2 separate regions of the Hordeum vulgare genome follow, and region 1 is linked to region 2. Evidence: chromatin contacts called from public Hi-C data. All regions are on one chromosome and are shown on one strand. Each heading gives the region's core, a stretch centred on a gene start, on an enhancer-like site or on the middle of the called end of the contact. The rest is flanking DNA. Distances are from core to core; before and after follow the strand shown.

What was found. Hi-C and Micro-C count contacts between places; a contact is called where the count stands out from the background.
Region 1: a Hi-C map of leaf shows a contact between it and region 2, with 5 times the contacts expected there. The contact joins the promoter of LOC123404766 here to the promoter of LOC123401056 in region 2. A contact is called at or near these places in 5 of 6 Hi-C or Micro-C datasets (leaf, seedling and an unstated tissue) and 1 of 1 datasets of contacts at active chromatin or transcription factors (embryo).

What each region holds. Positions count from the first base shown.
Region 1 is chr6H:321,787,639-321,790,891 of MorexV3_pseudomolecules_assembly, reverse strand. LOC123404766 reads right to left here and starts at 1,280. Exons shown (of 18, transcript XM_045098710.1): 1 at 1,100-1,280; 2 at 928-1,027; 3 at 305-361; 4 at 160-212; 5 at 1-22. The coding sequence starts at 1,173.
Region 2 is chr6H:321,632,484-321,635,633 of MorexV3_pseudomolecules_assembly, reverse strand. LOC123401056 reads left to right here and starts at 1,549. Exons shown (of 9, transcript XM_045094767.1): 1 at 1,549-2,330; 2 at 2,453-2,590. The coding sequence starts at 1,633.

The DNA.
Region 1 (3,253 bases), core at 31-2,530, 160 kb before region 2:
TTCCATTGCCGAAACCCCCTCCCTGTTCAAATTAAACGAAATAAGTTTGTTAGCCTATCTAACAAGGACAAGGTGAGCAATTGAACTGTACAAGCTGGTCGTAACACTAGAGATTTTGCAATGAAACACTCCAAGGAAACATAAAAGATAAATGCTGACCTCGCTGGATGGTAACACCCAGCAAAAGTTGAAGCATTAATCATGCGATTCACCTAAAAGGAGCAGAAGTGGTGAACAGATTAGCCAGATAATACACATTGACTCAGCACTACAAAATACAAACCAGCGTACTTATCAGCATTACATATGTCTGGCACCGTTCCTCGCCATGCGTGTAGTACTTGTGTTCAAAGATCCTAGTCTTCTCAGCATAGAAAAAGAAAATTTCACAACATTATTTCCAAAGTTAACACACAACTAAGATACTTGCCCATTTAAAAATCGTAAACTCTGAAACCCAAAGAGGATTCTGCACGGTGTTAGGTATGATTTATCTGAACTAGTCTCTCAACAATATTTCCCCAGTGTCCAGGATGCTATGATAAGCATCTATAAAGGTCGGGAAGTCATCAGCACAAATTCCGAAATTCCTGTAGATAAAGAAAACAGAAGCTGGCAACATCCTGAAAGCATAAAGTCCCAAACCATCTCAATGTTCCAATCTACCATAACCCACCAGAACTCGCTATGAAATGAAAAATGTGCTGAAATTTAAAACAGCAGCTGTAAGTCAGTAACGCTCAAATTACAAGAAAAGTTTAAGCTTTTCATCCCATTAACCTACTCCAACATTGTCCCGTTAGATTTCCTAAGAATGAAATGAAATGTGGATAACTCCATTTCCTATTTCCGACCCCCTACGCCATAATTCCAGTCGGAAACGCGACAACCTGAAATAAAACATCACTCTTTCGAAATTTCTATAACCTCAGCAAGGGAATCTAGGAGGAGGCGGGATTGCCGGTGTCGAAATCTGGCGTCGATGCGGCCGTCCAGCTCCACGGCGATGCGGCTCCACCTGTGCCACCTACGGACCGGAAGGGAGGTCAGAACACCGAGGGGGCGGAACAGGTGGTTGGGAGGGTCCGAGGCGGAGCACCTCCGAGGCGGCGGTTGTAGCGCTTCGGGGCCCTCGTCGGCGGAAGGCGGCGGTGCGACGAGGAACTTGTCCATAGAGCCGCCTGGTTAGGGTTCGAGTTCGACAGCAGAGTGTGGCCTCAAAAAGAGGCCTAACCATCAGCGAGCAAGCACGCTTCGCGCTTTGTGTGTGTCCTAGGAACTGGAGTATTAGAGCATCTCCCGTCGCGCCCCCAAACACTCCCCCACGGTCGCTTCCCGTCCGGACGGGCCCGAGCGCGTCCAGTCGCGCCCCATAGAGCCCTCAAACCCTCAAATCTTAAAAATAACCGCTTTTTTACAGTTTTCGTTCAAAAAACGGCGTAGACTAGAACTCTTAAACCCTTAAACCCGTAAATATTTTTAGAGATCCGACCCTCAAACGTCATCGCAGCCTGTAGAAGTGAGGGTTGGGGGGAGTTTCTCCCCCCAACCTGCACTCCATTTCCTCGCGAGCGCGGGAGGAAGTTTCAGCTTCCTTCCCTCCCTCCGCAGCGCCGCCGCCGCTCCGCTCCGCCGCCCCTCCCTCGATCCGCCGCCGCCGCCCCGCCCTCCGTCGCCTGCGCCCCGCCCTTCGTCGACTGCCCCGTCGGCATCGCGCGGCCGTCCCTCCGCCGCCACGCCCCGCCCCGGCCGCCCTCTGCCGCCGCCGCCCCGGCCGTCCCTCCGCCGCCACGCCCCGGCCGTCCCGCCGCCGCCCCGCCCTCCGCAGCCCGTCCACGCCGGCCCTCCGCAGCGCCTCCGCCTCGGCCGGCCCTCCGCTCCGCCGCCCCGTGCCGGCCGCCCCTCCCAGCGCCGCCGCCCCGTGCCGGCCGCCCCTCCCAGCGCCGCCGCCCCGTCCCGGCCGGCCCTCTGCAGGTTCGAATTTTTGCTTTTTTCTTCATTTTTATATTTTTGCTTTTTTCTTCATTTTTACATTTTTTTCCTTTTTTCTTCATTTTTACATTTTGGCACTCATATTGTAGATGGAGTTGAACAACGCCGACATGGACTCGTTGTCCGATGCGTTGGATTGGTCGTCATCCGACGATTCGGACATTGACGAGTTGTTGCAAGACGACGACGTTGAGATGATGAGCCTCCTCGTCGACGTGCAAGCGTTTGAAGACCGTGTGAAACTTATGGATCAGAGGAGAGGGTCGACGATGGGGCGACTCACCATCTACCGAAACCGTGCTCTCGGACACGAGCATTTGATGCAAGACTACTTCGCGGAGGTACCTACATACCCTGCTCGTCTCTTTCGCAGAAGGTACCGAATGCGTCGTAGTTTGTTTGTGAAGATTGTCAACGATTGTGAGGCTGCCTCCTATTACTTTAAACGTCGTAGATCCGCCGCCGGTATCATGGGGTTTAGTGCATATCAAAAGATATCGGCGGCAATGCGGGTACTCGCTTATGGCATACCCGCGGATTATACCGACGAGTATCTTCGCATTGGAGAAGATACAACCACGGAGTCCGTCCGTAGGTTTGCCAAGTTGGTCATCCGGTTGTATGGTGAGAAGTATCTTCGGGCACCAAACGAGGAAGATACAAAGATATTAATGGAAATGAATGAAAAAAGGGGATGGCCGGGGATGCTTGGTAGTCTTGATTGCATGCATTGGAGGTGGAAAAATTGCCCAAAGGCATGGCATGGAATGTATTGCGGTAAAAGCCGTGATGCTACCATTGTGCTTGAGGTCGTAGCATCGGAGGACACATGGATTTGGCATGCATTCTTTGGGTTGCCGGGAACACTCAATGATATCAATGTCCTCAATAGATCTCCATTGTTCAAAAGATTAATTTCTGGGGATGCTCTAGCTTGCAACTACAAAATCATGAACAATGAGTATTCAATGGGATATTATCTCACCGATGGCATCTATCCCGAATGGGCAACTCTTGTGAAGTCCATCAAGGAGAAAAATGGGGTGCCCTTAACAAGAAAAGAGGCTCATTTCACCAAGGCACAAGAGGCAGCCCGCAAAGATATTAAGAGAGCTTTTGGTGTTTTACAAGCAAGGTTTGCCATAGTTCGGGGTCCAGCTCGGTTTTGGGACAAGAAAACCTTGGTGAACATCATGAAATGTTGTGTGATTCTACACAACATGATCCTAGAGGATGAGAGAGGGTTAAACCTCCCTTGTTT
Region 2 (3,150 bases), core at 300-2,799:
TATGAAATGCAGAAGCACGAATATTTATGGGATCATTCCAAATAATTCAACATAATAGAAAGAAGAGATGCCAAACCTGAAAAGTGTAGTTGTACTGCCAATCCATGTGCACGTACAAGCACTTTTGGATAAAAATGAAGTATCAAATGTCTGTAGGATTTTTTTTGCAATAACAACACATGCGAGGCCTATCAGAAGCATACAAATGACAACCTATCGGATCTTCGGCATGCACTCTGCTTCAGATGATTCAGATTGTATATTGTTCAGAAGCATCTATATTGCCATTTGGATGCTGCATAAAAAGAAGCACATGGACATGGTAACTTGGGATGGGAGCATGGAAATTTGAAAAATTAACGAAAATTAATATTATGATAAAGGTCGAGATGCATACAATTATGAAGCATATGCATATTATAGTGTAAAACCGCAAATGGTTAAAAATCATGAACAACAAGGTGTAGTTACATAAATACTAATGAGTGGAAGCATGAATATCCGAAGAAAAAAATCCTAAATGTTGTCTCTTTGCATATGTGAAAACATGTATGCATTGTTTCTCGAAAAAGAATTCACGCATGTGACATGTATTGCTGACATAGATGAGAAATAAAGAGATCATGTAGCAATAGAAACTCTGTACCATAGAAGCACATATACCAAATAGAAAAACATGGATGTTGTGCTACAAGACATGTGTATATCAAAAGCATGCAACTTAGGTTAGAGAAAGCAATAATTTTATATTATCTCGACATATTTAAGATCACTCGTCAACATAAAAAAATGATTTCATAATATGACCCACCTACCGGAGAACATGTGCACATTGAAATTTTGGAGGCACACTACAGAACTAAGAATCACGAACATACTAGTTTGGGTACACGATAAACTTGTATGGAAGCATGGAATTCTGAAATCATGTCAAAAACTAAAATTACCGCCATGATTGAGAATCATATTATTGTGATCTGCATAAGAGATTAACCAAAATTGTCAAATGACATAGCAATCAACACATCAAAGCAAGCATGGAGATACACTCACAAAATTCATCGAAGCAAGCATTGCATCGAAAGTAACGCAAATCAAATCAATACATCAAAAATGAATCATACCTAATTTATGTTACCGCAGTGCAACTTATTTGCCGAGCCAAGGCATAGCAGGGTGGTGTGGTAGGGTTTGATGACGGGCCAGGCTCTGGCGGGGAACTGGACCGGTGACGAGGGTGACGCGATCGACGGTGAAAGTAGCGTTCGACGGAGCAGATAAGGGCGGGACGGCGCACCACCGTGTGCATCACTTGTACCCGTCGGGAGTTGCTGGTGTACAACAGGTTGGTGGCGGAGGTAGCCCACACGGTGATGGAGCTCGGCGATCTCCCGGGATTTCCTGAGATCGGATTAACACGGGTTGTTTGTTTAGAATATAGACCGTGTGATTAAAAGAGTATCAACGGCGCAGGACTCGTGTGAGGAATGTTTTCTATCGGACTACTGCATATAAGTGTTTCGCAAACCTAGCACGTCCTCCACCGCCCCCAGCGATAACAACCACAGCGCACCTTTCGCCCCCAACGAAATCTCCAAACCTAGCACGTCTTCTGCCGCACCTCTCCCCACAATGGCGCAGCTTATCCGAAGTCGCGACCGCGACAACCGACCAAAGCGCCCCTCTCCCCTCCGCTCCCCTCCTCCGACGTCCGGAGGCGACCACCAATCCACGTCCCTATTTCGTCGTCCCGACCAAATTCTTCTTCCCGACGGCCGACGAATCTCTATCTACGAAGATAGGCATGGAGTTCTCGTCACCGATGCCCTCCGCTGGTCGACACGACCCGTCGAAGATGTCTACATGGAAGTCCTCTACGACCTCCAGACGAGTCTTCCCATCGCGGAGCCCGTCCGACGGAGCCACCGCGGCCGAGATGCCCCCCACCCCCCTATCCGATGTATTCTTCCTGACAAGCGAATAATCCATGCCTACAGTGATAGGCACGGGGTTCTTGTCACCGACGACATGGATGGGTCGACACGACGTGTCGAGGATGTCTTCAGGGAAGTCATCTCCGACCTGCCCCACTATCGTCCACCACCCACCTTGGCGAAGAAGCCCGTCCGACGCCACCGCCTCGGTGGCGATCCCCATAACCCCCTTCTTCTCCTATGTCTTCTTCCTGACGACAGAATAATTCATGCCTACAATGATATGTATGGGTTTCTCGTCACCAAAGACACGAAAGGGTTGACACGGCCCGTCCAAGATGTCTTCAGGGAAGTCCTCTACCACCTCTGGATGAGGCCCTGCGATCCTCCACCGCCGTATGTGACCTTTTTTTTGGCAGTGGTTATTCGTTATCCTGTCTTGTCGTGTTTATTGAATCCTGAGCTAACTTGCTTGGTTAGGGGTGTTTATTGAATCCTGAGCTAACTTGCTTGGTTAGGGTTGTTGATGCCGCTGAGGAAGATGAGCCTGCACCTCAACAAACGGTCACTCCAAGCCCTGATCCATCCATATCTCAATTCATCGATGATCTGCTAAACAGAGCTTTTGTTGCCAACAAGCTGAAGCTGGCTCAAAGGTATGCGCTCCATCCGACCTATTTCTGTTAAATTAGCTGCAAGTAACCCATAATAGGCGCCAACTTATAAAAAACATAGATTGTTGATCAGATACCTGACTATAAAACTGTGCATCGATGGACACTTTGATGGGTTTCTAATAAACAGTTTTGCTAGCTAGCTACCATCAATCGATCATCAACGCATTCAAATCTTAGTCGTTTTGTCCATTGACATTTTTAGCCTCAGCCTATACTGCTGTGCCACCACACCATTGGCACTGCCACCGCACCTCACACCAAGGACAGAGAAACAAATCCAATTTGTTATTATAGCTCTGCACACCCTAATTGCCGCTTAGATATTACTCCCTTAGTCCCAAAGTATGGAGCGCCTTACTTTGCATGGTCTTTAATCCATGACTTTGACAACTAGTATGTACCGAATTATTTGGATTTCTAATTTTGAATGTATATAAATGGTGTTGTTGCATTTTTCTTGCAAAATTCTTTCATTTCATATATCTACATAATATTTTTGTGGACATATAATGAATTACAAATCATAGTGAAAGTTTTAA